5 separate regions of the Mus musculus genome follow, and all the other regions are linked to region 3. The links are chromatin contacts, called in public HiChIP or PLAC-seq and promoter capture Hi-C maps. All regions are on one chromosome and are shown on one strand. The core of a region is the stretch at or near the end of the contact, and the rest is flanking DNA. Distances in the headings are between cores, read along the strand shown. Region 1 overlaps Supt3 (SPT3, SAGA and STAGA complex component). Region 2 overlaps Runx2 (runt related transcription factor 2). Region 3 holds the start of Supt3 (SPT3, SAGA and STAGA complex component). Region 4 overlaps Supt3 (SPT3, SAGA and STAGA complex component). Region 5 has its middle 19 kb from the start of Runx2os3.

Region 1 (2,700 bases), core at 192-2,691, 240 kb after region 3:
TAACAGTTATAATACATTTACTCATAAGTAAAAGTTGAATAAAATTTGGGCACTGACATCTAAGGGAATGGGGATTTCATCATCAACTATCTTAACCGAACCCATTTTGTTAAATAACCATAATTATGGGTTTTGCATTTATGATTCCAGAGGATTTTGCTGCTCTGCATTCTTTGAAGCCTCAGAGGCAGTCATTGTGCTTAGGTTTCTGGAAGTACCTAGAGTGGATCTAAAACTAGAGCCAGGGCTTCTGTGTAGCATCAGTCCCCGGCAGACTCACTCATCCAAAGGCTTTACACCCCCACTTAGCCAGGCATGACTCCTGCATTCTGAAAACTGTCCTGAGATCTGAGGAGATAGCTTAAGTGTTAAAGACCTTGCCTTGAAGCAAGAGGACTTAAGTTTGATCTCCAAAGCTCACATAAAAAGAGAGGAAGTTTATAATCCTGATGCAGAAAAGGCAGAGACAGGTGAATCTCTGGGGCCTTCCATCAGCCAGCCTAGCCTACTTATTGAGCTCCTGTCCAGTGAGAGACCTTGTCTCAAAAAAGAAAATGGTAGCTGTTGCTTGAGGAAGAATACCAAAAGGTATATGTTTGAAAGTCTACAAATACATGCACATGTATGTGCACACAGGAACACACACCAGAGTTTTGAAATGTATTAATATGGTTTTAAAATAAGTATAAATATCATTAAAAGTACTAATTTTTCTGATCATAGGAACATTTCGGCTTTTCCTGTTAATATTTGGAAATTTTCTTTCTTGTATTTGAAACAAAAGTACTTTTGATGCTTGTGCTTACTGCTCTGTTCTCAGGGCAGTCGTGTTCGGTGAAACCCATCATTTTTGCTTTGTTCCTGTGACTAAAGTCTCAGCGTATCAGAAAACCATTTTCTCTCTTGTTCTTGTTAGCTCGTGTGTCCAGCCTGCTGGGCCTCATGTGCCTGCTCACGAGCTTCTTCATCTCTGACTCACAGCTCAGCTGACTGAGGAGAGAAAGGCTTCAAAATGGCTGTGAGCGTTCCTGCAGGGGAATAAACAGTCTAGCTTCATTTGGTTTGCTTCTGTTCTCAAGTGCTATCAGGGTGTAAGGCCTCTCTATCCTCCGTGATTTATTGCCTGGACAATTGCCCTGTTCTGGTGATGTCATTTCTTCAGCAGAATACAATGTAGTAGACTTTGTCAGCCTTCTATTTATAGTTGATCATTTGTGGGGAGGAGAGGGCTGGAAGTAATTTTATTCTGGATTTTGGGATTTATTTTGGGTGTTGTTGTTGTTGTTAATTTGTGTTATGTTTATTTGTGTTTTGTTTTATCAGTCAGGGACTTATTCTGTAGCCCAGGTTGGCTAGAGACTCACCCAGGCCCGGCTCAGATTTACTACCATCTTTGTGCTTTAGCAGGCTGAATGCTAGTGTTGGAGGCATGAGTCGGCATGCCTAGGCTTGCTTCTCTTTGATTATGTAAAGCACATGAGCTTCAGATTTGCTGCTCAGTGGTCTGATAGCCCAGGTTTTCAAGGTTTCTCTTTGAGGCAAGTGATGAGAAACATCTTTTGATATATATGCAGCTAGAGTCAAGAGCTCCGGGGTACTGGTTAATTCATAATGTTGTTCCACCTATAGGGTTGCAGATCCCTTTAGCTCCTTGGGTACTTTCTCTAGCTCCTCCATTGGGAGCCCTGTAATCCATCCATTAGCTGACTGTGGGCATCCACTTCTGTGTTTGCTAGGCCCCGGCATAGTCTCACAAGAGACAGCTACATCTGGGTCCTTTCGATAAAATCTTGCTAGTGTATGCAATGGTGTCAGCGTTTGGATGCTGATTATGGGGTGGATCCCTGGATAAGGCAGTCTCTACATGGTCCATCCTATCATCTCAGCTCCAAACTTTGTCTCTGTAACTCCTTCCAAGGGTGTTTTGTTCCCACTTCTAAGGAGGGGCATAGTGTCCACACTTAAGTCTTCATTCTTCTTGAGTTTCATGTGTTTAGGAAATTGTATCTTATATCTTGGGTATCCTAGGTTTTGGGCTAATATCCACTTATCAGTGAGTACATATTGTGTGAGTTCCTTTGTGAATGTGTTACCTCACTCAGGATGATGCCCTCCAGGTCCATCCATTTGGCTAGGAATTTCATAAATTCATTCTTTTTAATAGCTGAGTAGTACTCCATTGTGTAGATGTACCACATTTTCTGTATCCATTCCTCTGTTGAGGGGCATCTGGGTTCTTTCCAGCTTCTGGCTATTATAAATAAGGCTGCTATGAACATAGTGGAGCATGTGTCCTTCTTACCAGTTGGGGCATCTTCTGGATATATGCCCAGGAGAGGTATTGCTGGATCCTCCGGTAGTACTATGTCCAGTTTTCTGAGGAACCGCCAGACGGATTTCCAGAGTGGTTGTACAAGCCTGCAATCCCACCAACAATGGAGGAGTGTTCCTCTTTCTCCACATCCTCGCCAGCATCTGCTGTCACCTGAATTTTTGATCTTAGACATTCTGACTGGTGTGAGGTGGAATCTCAGGGTTGTTTTGATTTGCATTTCCCTGATGATTAAGGATGTTGAACATTTTTTCAGGTGCTTCTCTGCCATTCGGTATTCCTCAGGTGAGAATTCTTTGTTCAGTTCTGAGCCCCTTTTTTTATTGGGGTTGTTTGATTTTCTGAAGTCCACCTTCTTGAGTTCTTTA
Region 2 (2,700 bases), core at 52-2,551, 160 kb before region 3:
GTGTGTCAGTGTAGGGGTGTGTGTGTCAGTGTATGTATGTGTGTGTCAGTGTGTGTCAGTGTATGTATGTGTGTGTGTGTCAGTGTGTGTGTGTGTCAGTGTGTGTGTGTCAGTGTGTGTGTGTCAGTGTGTATCAGGGTATGTGTGTGTGAGTGTGTGTGTCAGTGTGTATGTATATGCATGTTTACAAGCAGAGCCCAGAGATTTTCAGTGTCTTTTTCAATCACCTTATGTTTTTGAGACAGAGTCTCTCTCTAAACAGGGAGCTTATCAATTCGGCTGGGTTGGCGGAGGGATCCACCGGTTTGTATCCCCCCACCCCCCAGCTGACTTTTCTTTGGGTGCTTAAGATCTGAACCCACATCCTCATGCTTCAAAGGCAGGATTTTTCCAAGTGACTCTTCCCATCCCATCCTTCCTTTAGATCCTCTACAATACATAATGGAAAAGCAAGTACTGCTGGGCAAATGGATAGCAGTTTGGTCTCCAGAAGTCATAATCCAAGAATCAATTTTAGATTGCACATAAAACATTCCTCTGTATCTTCACACTGAGATTTTAAAGGGATTTTATATCGGTTGTCTCTGAATTGGTCCCTTCATACCAAACATGACTAAGCAGAACAACACTGGACTCCACTTCATCCCCTAATAATTAGAAAAACACACCTTTGGGAGAAGTGCAGAAAACCATGCTAAAGGAAACATCAGAATGAGAAATAGAGCCAATATTTAAGACAATGAAATGACTAACAAGCTCTGCAGTTACACACACACACACACACACACACACACACACGGTGCCTCAAATCTCCAGTATAAATATTTGTTTTCAATGTTGTAATAATCTGTGCTTTTCACAGCATTACTCACAAAATCAGACAGACCAGCCGATCCTAAGGCTAGGAAAGTCTGTCACACTGGAGGAAAGAGAGCAGGCAAGAGCAGGGGACCCTGGCAACAGCAACTACTCCTTAAACCCACCCCAGTTTTAAGGATATTGCTGGAATAATATACTTCCACTCTGTGAAAGGGAAAGGGGACAGATGGTAAAAGATGTGTGAGCTTGTGTGTTTGTATCCAGAGACCCAGAGCAAAGGAGAAGGAAGGAGCCAAAGGCTGTGCGGGTGGAAGAGAGGACCGGGAAGAGGGGGAACGATCTTGCTAGGCCTTGATTAGGAACATTTTAAAGGAAGGGTGGATAGTCTTTGAAACCAGATCCGCTGCAGGAAGGAGGCCAGCACCCAGGACACCCTGTCTTTCAGAAGGGGCCACCCACGGTGCCGCGAGTCATATGACTGCTCTGTCACATCCTGAAGCCATTTCCAGCCCATGCACACGTCTGTGCTCCCATTTAGAGAGGATGGGATATATTGGGAACACACATATGGAAACACTTTCAGAGAATCAGTTTCCATGAAATTCATAATGAGCCAAGTGGCTTCAGATGTGGCTGCGTTCCTCCGATTAGCCAGGAAAAAAAAAAAAAAAAAAAAAAAAAGAGGAGGGGAAAAAGGAGGGAAAAGGGGGCAAATCCACCCTTTCAGACCCTATTTCAGTTTCAGAAAAATTAAAAACCACTAATGAGTTATGGCTACGAAAATATGGAGCCAGGATTAAAATGGGAGAAACTAGGAAAACGAGGCAAAGAGATTGGGAAGCAGTAGTCTTTCCCCCTAAAAATAACAGCTTCTATATCGTAATCTTATCTTGAATCTGGGGCGGCTTTCCTGTGATGGTATCTACCCGGAGCAGTGTAATTAATTTTCTGACATCCTGGCCGAAAGCAGTGAAGTGCGCATGTGCGCACGAGGGAGCCCAGGGAGGCGGGGAGCAGGGGCGGGAGGCAGAGGCTAGGAGAGCAACTCTTATTTGATAGCATATGTGGTCAATTAAGATTATTTTAAAAATTACAACTAAATGATAAATTGTTCCTAAGAAAAATCTTTTTCTTTCTCTTTCTTTCTTCCTTCCTTTCTTATTTTTATTTTTAAAGCTAGAATACAGAGAGTGCAGCCTGGTACTTTCTCATGACTTGAGCTAGTGGTAACTTGGACTGTATTAAAAGTATAAAGTTAGTTGACATCTTACATATGTGACACCAAAGCTTAAGCTGACAGGAAGCCATGGAACAGAAGAAAACAGCAAGTGGAAAGGCTCCTCACGGGATACCTGAGTGATATTGGTAGCTTAAAATATCTTATATTAAGACAGACAAAAAGTTCACATGATTTTTTTCTTAGATAAAACATGAGATTTGAATATACTCTCCTCAGGGTTAACTATGGGTGCCAATGGGCTGGGTAGCATGGGGAAGGGGTCCTCAGTTTTCATTTGCCCTGTGGGGTGCAGTGGAAAGCTGAGCAGCATTTCCTTGCAGCCTGGGGGCAAGCCTAACCCCACGCTGCAGGAATGCTCCGACCTGCCATTTCGGGCTGATGGGCTGGGAACCAGACCTAGTGACTGCTTAACCAACCAGGCTCTGCTCTTCCCCTGAGCTCCTCTAAGTGTTCTGGTATTTACATCATCCCACATGTGAACGGAGATTGGCTTAAATGGATGAATGGCCAACCCAGCAGCTGAGGCCGCGCTACCACAGCTCTGGTGAGCAGGCAGGATGACATCCATAACACCCTTGCTACTTATATTATAAGTAGATCTTCCACAACGGAGACTGCGTCACCAACCCCATCTTCTGAAT
Region 3 (2,700 bases), core at 196-2,695:
AGTCTTAATTTTTAAGGAAATAATGACAATTTTTGGCTACTTTCCCATATAGCTCGCACTCAGCTTTGGGCAGAGTGAGCCTGGATCTTACACTTCATGTTGACCCTCCACATCCTAAATCTACTCTTGGAAGTGTATTTGGCAAATATTGAAGTGTCTGGCAGTTACAGAGGACTAAGCACAAGACAATTGCAATCCAGAGAGGAGATGATCAGATGAATGGCTGTTTTAAAGACACTCAGCAAATAGGATTATTTCAGAACTCATACATTCATAGGCAAGACATTAATGAAGTAAGTAGTGCTTGAAAAGACCTGGTAAAGGTGAATGTGATGGTTTGTATATGCTCGGCGCAGGGAATGGCACTATTAGAAGGTATGGCCCTGTTGGAGTAGGTGTGTCATTGTAGGTGTGGGCTTTAAGACCCTCATCCTTGCTGCATGGAAGCCAGTTTTCTACTACCATCCTTCAGATGAAGATGTATAACTCTCAGCTCCTCCTGCACCATTCCTGCCTGGATGCTGCCATGCTCCTGTCTTGATAATGGACTGAACCTCCGAACCTGTAAGCTAGCCACAATTAAATGTTCTTTTAAGAGTTGCTTTGGTCATGGTATCTATTCACAGCAGTAAAACCCTAGCGAAAAAAGTGACTAATATAAATAATAATAGTAAAAATAATATAATAAAAATAATATTTGAAATGGTAGGATAGTGGATATTTTCTTTTCTAAACAGCCGAGTGAAAACATCACACACAATTGTCTCCAGTTCATTAAGGTACTACACCTGCAACCATCAAACACGGGAAGACAGGTCATACATACAATTCAATATAAGTGGTGCAAGGAAAAATCACCACTGCTTGTTTATAAAGCTTCCCCAATAGTGAAAGTTATTAACTAAAGCATGCTTTTTAAAGTAATGGAACTTTGTAGAAAGGAACGGGGGTGGGGTGGGGTAACTTTGCAGATGAGTTTTCACAGGCTTTCGATTTTGCGCAAGGGCCGGTAGGGGTGGGTAGGTGGGTGTTCCCAGGTCCTAGAACGGACTGAGTCCTCACACAGTGCTTCTCTGAGGAGAGAGTCTTTCCTAACTCTGCGCCCCTTTGTCATTGGAAACAATTCTGGTCACCTGACCAACCCCTGAAGAGAAGCTTGCATAGACCTTCTCCCAGTGCAGATCACCGACTCTCAATAATCCTAGCTCCTCGGGCTCACTCCTACGGTCTGCAGAGTCACCACAGGCCAAATCCAGCTCCTCTGCCAGATCGCTCACTCGACTCATCACAACTCCCGCTCTGAGGCTCCGCCGCGTGGCTGCGGGCCGCTCCGTACGCCGAGGCGGGAGCGCGAAGCCCCGCCCCCGGAGTGTGGCGGAAGTAGAAGAAGCAGGCCCGCGACCGCGCGCGCTGGCCAGCCGGGTGCGCATGCGCTCTCGCCGCACGGCTTGGCCCGTCCCTCTAGTCACCCCAGGCTCCGCTACCCCCGCCCCGCCCCTCATAGTGGCGCTCTCGCCATCTTACCCCCACCCCCTCCAGCCTAGCTCAGTCACCTTTTCCCTTTCTACAATCTCTGGTTCCCCCCACTCCCCGCCCCCCTGCCCGTCGTGTCCCGGGGCCGCCGCCGCCGCAGACACCGCGCCATCTCTGTCCCCTCTCATTCTCCACGCGGGACGCGCAGCCGTGCCTCCACGTGTCTTAAGCAGAGGTTGTGGGGGCGCGTGGGGGCGGCGGGGAGTGGGGCGAGGTCATGGGAACTTGAGGGACGTCGTGGCAGCCAAATGCCTGGCCCGGGGCTGCGGGCCCAGCCGGATGCAGGCCGCCGAGCGTGGGGTGCCCCGTGGCTCCTCCCCGTTGTCGGTGGGCGTGAGGCAGGGGAGCCCTCGGGGCCGGGCGGAGAGGCACCGTTTAGGCTTGTCACCCAAATGGGTGGGAAGTCCTCCAAGAAGGCAAGCTAGGAAGCTAGGAAGTGGTAGTGGAAGGAAGTGCAGTGTGCATGCAGGCTGAGGGACAGAGGACACAGAGATGTTGCTGTCAGAGCTCGCCTCTGGGACCCCTGGGGAAATAAATCATTTAGCCGGTGGTGTCGGGGGGTATAGATGGGGATCATCGCAGCCTAGCTCAAAACTCAGGTTTATGGGAGAAGATCTGTGTGCTAAAAGCTTGTATCACGCCAGCTGTGATTAATTACGTTTGAGCTCCAAGGAAATTGTCTGTCATCTTGCCTTCTATATTGGAAGTCAGGCTAGTTGATGTGACAAGTGATAAGAGTTATAGGGATAGTGGAATATATTTGACGGTCAGACAGGATCCCAGTAGCAGTGTTGTTACTGAACACCCGGATTAAAATTAGCTTTATGTCCTTGGAATTAGTAGACTCAGGAAGAAACCAGTACATATTTATCTGGGATAAAACCTGAGTTCTCAGTATTTTTGAGTTAGTTCACTGTTAAAAGATTTACTTAAAGAAAGAAACAACTGGTAGAATTTCTGCGTGTTCCAGCGAGGCGGAATATGACTACTAAGATAATGTTTTGCACAACCAGACCTTACTTTAACCATACTATTGCAAGCTTCCCACCCTTTTCCGGCTGCACTGCCCAAGGGGACTTTATGCCAAGCTGGAAATGCTATACTCTATGGGCTACCAATATGGTAACCACCGGGTGCAGGTGGCTCTGATGAGCTTGATTTTTTAAT
Region 4 (2,700 bases), core at 134-2,633, 170 kb after region 3:
CCAGTGGTCAGAAGCAGCTGACCCCTGTGGTTGAATTAGGGAAGGCTGAAAGAACCTGAGGAGAAGGGTGATCCTGTAGGAGGTCCAGCAGTCTCAATTAATCTGAACCTCTGAGATCTCTCAAACATTGGGCCATCAAACAGACAGCATATACCAGCTGATAAGAGACCTCCAACACACATATAGTAGAGGATTTCCAGGTCTGTGTTCATTTAGAGATGATGCACCTAACCCTCAAGAGACTGGAGGCCCCAGGGAGTTTAGAGATCAGGTAGGGTGGGAGTTGGGGGCATCCACATGGAGACAGGTCAGATGGTGGATGGGGGGTGGATGGGGGAGGGCAGGGAATGGATTATGGAGTGTAAAAAATAAATAAATAAAAAACAATATTCAGGCCAGAAACTGTTATCTTCCTTGGATAGCAATTGACTCTGAATGAAAGGTTTAGGAGTAACAAAACCAAACCCACGTGAAACGTCAGGATGTAAGGGTGGCATTGCTAGAGATGAGGACCATCGAGTCACAGGTGATGTGGAGGGTCAGGCAGAGAGAGGCAGCTGCCTGGAGTGCAAGGCCTGGAAGAACCGATGATGGGGAGAGATCACAGCTTTAAAAATGTGAGTTTGTAGCTGAAGGGACTGAGAGAGAAAGGTCTTGGAACACTGAAGGGTGGCATCTTGGGGTGTGCTGTCTGTCTGGGAAAGGGTATGGGTACAAGAGAAGAAAGCGGCAACATCACCCGAAAGACAGGAAATCCAGGAAGGATCACTGAGGCCTCATATCGAGGGAGGTTGAAATTCAGCTTTATCAGAGTGCTACAAAGCTGCTAATGTTTTAAATCTTCCTTTGTATCTGTAGTAGTGAGTTCTTCTTTTCATAACAACAAAGGACTGATGAGGTGGCCTCATCATGAAGGAAGGTGCCTGTTGCCAAGCCTCATCACCTGAATTTGAACCTCAGGACCCACATGATGGATGGAGGGAACTAACTTCCTCAAATTGTTTTCATCCCAACCCCTGCCACATCTTACACACACACACACACACACACACACACACACTCCTGTCTTAAGGTAAGCTGGTCTTGTGAAGCTTTTTGTGGTAAGTGATATCTTTCTAGCATAGATAAAAGATCAGCATGTCTTCCTGTTGCTCTTTTTTCTATTTGTGTGAATGTTAAGATCATGTTGAATGTAGTTTTCTCTGGTCAAGAACAATACTACCAACTTTCTTGAATTAGTATTATTTTCTTAGTTTCAGCTTTTGCCTCTCATGGTATTTATAAATACTCGTCTGACTATAAACTAAATCCTCTGTCAGTAAGAAGAGATTCAATCAGTGGTATGCGTCAACCATCACTGCTCTGACAGTATCAGTATCATCCCAGTGTGGAGGTGGTGGAGATAGGGGTTAGCACAGTCTGTCTAGGTCTGCTGGATTAGTGTGCTCATGGTTTACGAACGATCCTCCAAATGTGCCTCTCCTTGTTACTTCTGCCCTAGCCGCAAGCTCTATAAACTATGAGCCATGAGCTAGGATGAGCTAGTCGAGCAGGTTGGGGGTAGGGGACACATTGCTGAGTTTGAATTTTTGGCTTCATGGTTTGATAGTTTTTCAGTTTTTAGCTTATTTTGCCATCCCCAGGAACCTCTGCCTGCTAATGTATTGGAGTTTACCAATCTCAAAGATATTTTCATTATAATACATGTAGATCAACAGTGTTAACCAATGGAAGCAGCATTTAATTACTGACATACAAAATCTTCATCACTGGGCTAAATGTCAAAAGCAAAGGCACAGGAAAGTCAAACAGACCTTTGATTGCTGTGTTGTGTGTATTTTGGAACAACTTTCCTGCATTTGAATTTTATGCCACATATGTTTTTGTTTTCTATTTCTTATGTCTCTACTTTTTACTCCTTTTATTCTTAAATACCTTGCAACCCTGAGACATTGGTTTAGATAAATCATTATGAATGTATCTGCCTGTTTCCATTTTGAATTATAGTCACTTTCTGTATAGCTGGGTCCACTGAGAACATTATATTTTTTTCAGTTTGTTCACTGTTAGCCATTGGGATGATGACTAGAATGTAACAACTATCCACGAAACAAGAAGAATGTCAGCTATGGCCTTGAGGGATGGCTCAGCAGTTAAGAGCACTTGCTGTTCTGCCAGAGGTCTTATGTCATTCTTACAACATGATACACTGCAGCCCCAGGATATCAGGCCCCTTCTGGTCTCGGTGGGCACCAGCACACATTAACATAGACACAGACAGAAATTTATTTGTAAATAGGCTGAAGTCTTTATGCTGATCCAGAAAAACATTCAATGCTGTGTCCTGTCTCTGGCATGTACAGAGTTTCTGTTGCCGTGGTGAGCACTGTGCTTCCTTTGCTCCTTCTTCAGCAACAATAGGTTTCACAATTTATGGCAGAGTCTCCCAACACATTTTCAAACATGTGACTATAGATCACATGTGAGCAATGATGTTGTACTTTATACAATATGATGCCTTATATCGATATTACCCTTTTCTTTCATTATTATTGCTAATGATAATCATCTCTATGAATTTTAACATAATTTCCTTTTAGGTACTCGTTTTTAAGCCTTGGCCCTGAGAAGTCTATAGAGAAGCTGTTGCTCTGTGACCTTGATGCCAACATCAGGCAGCAGCTCTAGTCATGTCCTTAG
Region 5 (2,700 bases), core at 200-2,699, 230 kb before region 3:
TGTGCTCTGTGGAACACACGTATGTCCACTCACTGGCTCACATGCACACACATAAATAAATAAATAAATAAATAAATAAATAAATAAATAAATAAATAATGTGAAGAAAAAATTTAAGGAAAGTGGAAGAAACAAATTACAGCAAAGACAAAAATTGTAAATCACAGTGTGTGTGTGTGTGTGTGTGTGTGTGTGTGTGTGTGTGTGTGTAAAATACAAATAACTAAATAATATAGGAAATACAAGGAGCTACAACAAAGAATTTTCAATATTTTCATTATGAAGAAATTGCATTTAGAGTAATGGTCCTCACCCTTCCTGCTGCTGTGACCCTGTAATACAACTCCTCATCCTGTGGTGACCTCAACCATAAAACTGTTTTTGTTGCTACTTCGTAACTGTAGTGTTGTTACTGTGACAAAATATAATGTGAATATCTGTGTTTTCCCGTGGTCTTAGACAACCCCATGAAAGGGCCATTTGAACCCCCAAAGTGGTCAGAGCCCACAGGTTGAGAACCACTGGTTGATTCTGTACGGTGACTAAAAATAAATATTTAAAAAAATAAAGTTTGAAGAGGCAAATACTCTGATTGAATATTATAGCATGTATAGATGTGTTAAAAACATCTCCCTATAAATAAATAGAAATTTGTGTGCCATTGGAATTAATTAATAAAGGGAAAATACGAGTCTGTGTCCTGAGACACATATGTGAATGTTCATCACATCTTTCTAGCATCCACAAACTGAAAGCAACACAAACATCCGTCAATGGGTGAGTGAATAAACAAATATCCAGTGCAATCGGTGGAATATTACTCAACGATAAAGAAAACCAATGAATGAATGACATGAAGCCCGGGGGAAGCTCAGTTGATCAAGGGCTTGCCTGCTGAGCATCAGACCTTGAGTTTGATGCCAGCATCACATAAATACTGTGACAGTACATAGCCAAAACTCTGGTGCTTGGGAGGCAGAGGCAAGAAGAGTGGCAGCTCAAGGTCATTCTCGGTAGCTCAAGGTCATCTGCAGCTACAAAGTGAGTGTGAGACAGCCTGGGCCAAGTGACACTCTGCCTCAAACAAACAAATAAGAGGCACGAACCATTCCCATGTGAAAACATAGCTAAACCGTTGAATAATTACACTGAGCCGAGAGCATCCAAGCACCCAACCTCACTTCCCCAAAGAATATACTGTTTGATTGATTTCTACAAAATACAAAGGACTCCACAGTGACAGAAAATGGATTCATGATTGGTTGGGTGTGGGGGAAGTTAGGGAGGCCAGGAGGGAGGGACTATCAAAAGGAAATCTACTTGCAGCGAAAGATACATTCATTAGCTCCGCTGTGGTAATGGTTTTATGGGTGTTTACATATGTCAAAGCTTATCAAATTGTACACATTGAAATGTGCAGGTTATTACTGGATGTGCCTTTTTTTAAATGAGTAAGGCTTGGCCTTGTGGTGGTGGTGGTGGGAGATTTGAGGCAGACTGGGCAATCAGAGCTCATGTGGACTTCCTTCCAAATGAAGAGGGTTAGTAGGTGTTTCTGCTGACTTATCCCGAAATGAGTTTGCTTTTCCTTGTTTATCAGGGGTGATTCATGAATGTTGTGGGGAACATGGCATAGCAGCTAGTGACGTCTTCTATCTTTCCACCTGAGTCTGCTGACTGCATTTAACACATTTCTGAGAACCCACTTCGTGTCTGGGATCACGTGGCCCAATAACTAGCCTTCCTTCCTTTTTCCAAGACCTTCTTGGGTCCCAACCCTGCCACATACATACTCCTTCCTAAAACACACACACACACACACACACACACACACACACACACACACACACACACACACACACACTTACCCGAGTGCATAATGAGGAAAGAACATTTTTCTTAGCTGCTTTCCCAAAGAATTGGTACCTGGGAAAGCCAGGTGCTACTTCAGTAGGGCCTGCATTTTTACAGATCTCTTAAGGGACCTTTAAGGGCTGTTGGGGAATTTCACCACAGGGATTAGACGTTCTCCTTCCAATTACAAGACAGGAGCTCCTTCCAGGCAGTGGGTGGTTAAGTTGCCAATTGACTGAGAAAAGCTGAACTAGTTTCTGGTTCAGTACTCAGAGAAGAGCAGGAGATAGGACCCAAGAGTCTTCACTGCTATTGAAAACCCAGGCTTAGATATAGCTGTCTCTTGTGAGACTATGCTGGGGCCTAGCAAACACAGAAGTGGATGCTCACAGTCAGCTATTGGATGGATCACAGGGCCCCCAATGGAGGAGCTAGAGAAAGAAAAGTACCCAAGGAGCTAAAGGGATCTGCAACCCTATAGGTGGAACAACATTATGAACTAACCAGTACCCCGGAGCTCTTGACTCTAGCTGCATATGTATCAAAAGATGGCCTAGTCGGCCATCACTGGAAAGAGAGGCCCATTGGACAGGCAAACTTTATATGCCCCAGTACAGGGGAACGCCAGGGCCAAAAAGTGGGAGTGGGGGGGTAGGGGAGTGGGGGGGCGGTATGGGGAACTTTTGGGATAGCATTGGAAATGTAAATGAGGAAAATACCTAATAAAAAATATTTTTAAAAACCAAAAAGACAAAAAGAAAAAAAGATTAGCTCATATAAAAACATCTTAATTATATTTGACTAATGTCTTCGTAAAAAGAAGAAGTTGGGATATGAGCATGGATC

What was found. Promoter capture Hi-C pulls out the DNA fragments that hold promoters and counts their contacts. HiChIP or PLAC-seq counts read pairs in DNA pulled down with a chosen protein or histone mark.
Region 1: a promoter capture Hi-C map of embryonic stem cells shows a contact between it and region 3, with 2.9 times the contacts expected there. The contact joins the enhancer-like site here to the promoter of Supt3 in region 3. A contact is called at or near these places in 3 of 39 promoter capture datasets (the HPC-7 cell line, HPC-7-derived erythroid cells, embryonic stem cells and 1 more), 1 of 15 datasets of contacts at CTCF or cohesin (the NIH/3T3 cell line) and 6 of 115 datasets of contacts at active chromatin or transcription factors (acute myeloid leukemia, bone marrow-derived macrophages, embryonic stem cells and 1 more).
Region 2: a contact with region 3 is called in an HNF4G HiChIP or PLAC-seq map of pancreatic cancer cells. The contact joins the enhancer-like site here to the promoter of Supt3 in region 3. A contact is called at or near these places in 3 of 39 promoter capture datasets (cranial neural crest, maxillary cranial neural crest and neutrophils), 1 of 484 Hi-C or Micro-C datasets (neutrophils), 5 of 115 datasets of contacts at active chromatin or transcription factors (VIP interneurons, bone marrow-derived macrophages, effector CD8 T cells and 1 more) and 2 of 9 other capture datasets (adipose tissue and liver).
Region 4: an H3K27ac HiChIP or PLAC-seq map of T-cell acute lymphoblastic leukemia shows a contact between it and region 3, with 3 times the contacts expected there. The contact joins the enhancer-like site here to the promoter of Supt3 in region 3. A contact is called at or near these places in 5 of 39 promoter capture datasets (the 3T3-L1 cell line, the HPC-7 cell line, erythroid cells and 2 more), 1 of 15 datasets of contacts at CTCF or cohesin (pro-B cells), 4 of 484 Hi-C or Micro-C datasets (the G1E-ER4 cell line, the HPC-5 cell line, adipose-derived mesenchymal stem cells and 1 more), 10 of 115 datasets of contacts at active chromatin or transcription factors (the 230-238 cell line, the HPC-7 cell line, T-cell acute lymphoblastic leukemia and 5 more) and 2 of 9 other capture datasets (adipose tissue and liver).
Region 5: a contact with region 3 is called in an HNF4G HiChIP or PLAC-seq map of pancreatic cancer cells. The contact joins the enhancer-like site here to the promoter of Supt3 in region 3. A contact is called at or near these places in 2 of 39 promoter capture datasets (the 3T3-L1 cell line and hippocampal neurons), 2 of 484 Hi-C or Micro-C datasets (CD8 T cells and bone marrow-derived macrophages) and 6 of 115 datasets of contacts at active chromatin or transcription factors (CD8 T cells, effector CD8 T cells, embryonic forebrain and 3 more).

Annotation. Positions count from the first base shown.
Region 1 is chr17:45,019,295-45,021,994 of GRCm38.p6, forward strand. All of the region lies in intron 6 of Supt3 (SPT3, SAGA and STAGA complex component), which reads left to right. Among named protein-coding and RNA genes, the nearest start is that of Gm35097, 130 kb to the right of the region's middle. Within about 2 kb of position 1,442, at least 77 of the 459 cell types and tissues checked have an H3K27ac peak or open chromatin away from gene starts, as enhancers often do. A contact at or near this core is called in the NIH/3T3 cell line, embryonic stem cells and stem cell-derived neural progenitor cells, where this site is marked.
Region 2 is chr17:44,617,105-44,619,804 of GRCm38.p6, forward strand. All of the region lies in intron 5 of Runx2 (runt related transcription factor 2), which reads right to left. Among named protein-coding and RNA genes, the nearest start is that of Runx2os3, 56 kb to the left of the region's middle. RefSeq lists an enhancer at 616-2,540. Within about 2 kb of position 1,302, at least 76 of the 459 cell types and tissues checked have an H3K27ac peak or open chromatin away from gene starts, as enhancers often do. A contact at or near this core is called in adipose tissue and pancreatic cancer cells, where this site is marked.
Region 3 is chr17:44,775,721-44,778,420 of GRCm38.p6, forward strand. It overlaps Supt3 (SPT3, SAGA and STAGA complex component), which reads left to right and starts at 1,446. Exons shown (of 12, transcript NM_178652.3): 1 at 1,446-1,708. It also overlaps a transcript of Runx2 not described here.
Region 4 is chr17:44,941,513-44,944,212 of GRCm38.p6, forward strand. The region is part of intron 3 of Supt3 (SPT3, SAGA and STAGA complex component); the gene reads left to right. Among named protein-coding and RNA genes, the nearest start is that of Gm52304, 55 kb to the left of the region's middle. Within about 2 kb of position 1,384, at least 21 of the 459 cell types and tissues checked have an H3K27ac peak or open chromatin away from gene starts, as enhancers often do. A contact at or near this core is called in T-cell acute lymphoblastic leukemia, adipose tissue and liver, where this site is marked.
Region 5 is chr17:44,541,557-44,544,256 of GRCm38.p6, forward strand. It overlaps a transcript of Runx2 not described here. Among named protein-coding and RNA genes, the nearest start is that of Runx2os3, 19 kb to the right of the region's middle. Within about 2 kb of position 1,450, at least 9 of the 459 cell types and tissues checked have an H3K27ac peak or open chromatin away from gene starts, as enhancers often do. A contact at or near this core is called in pancreatic cancer cells, where this site is marked.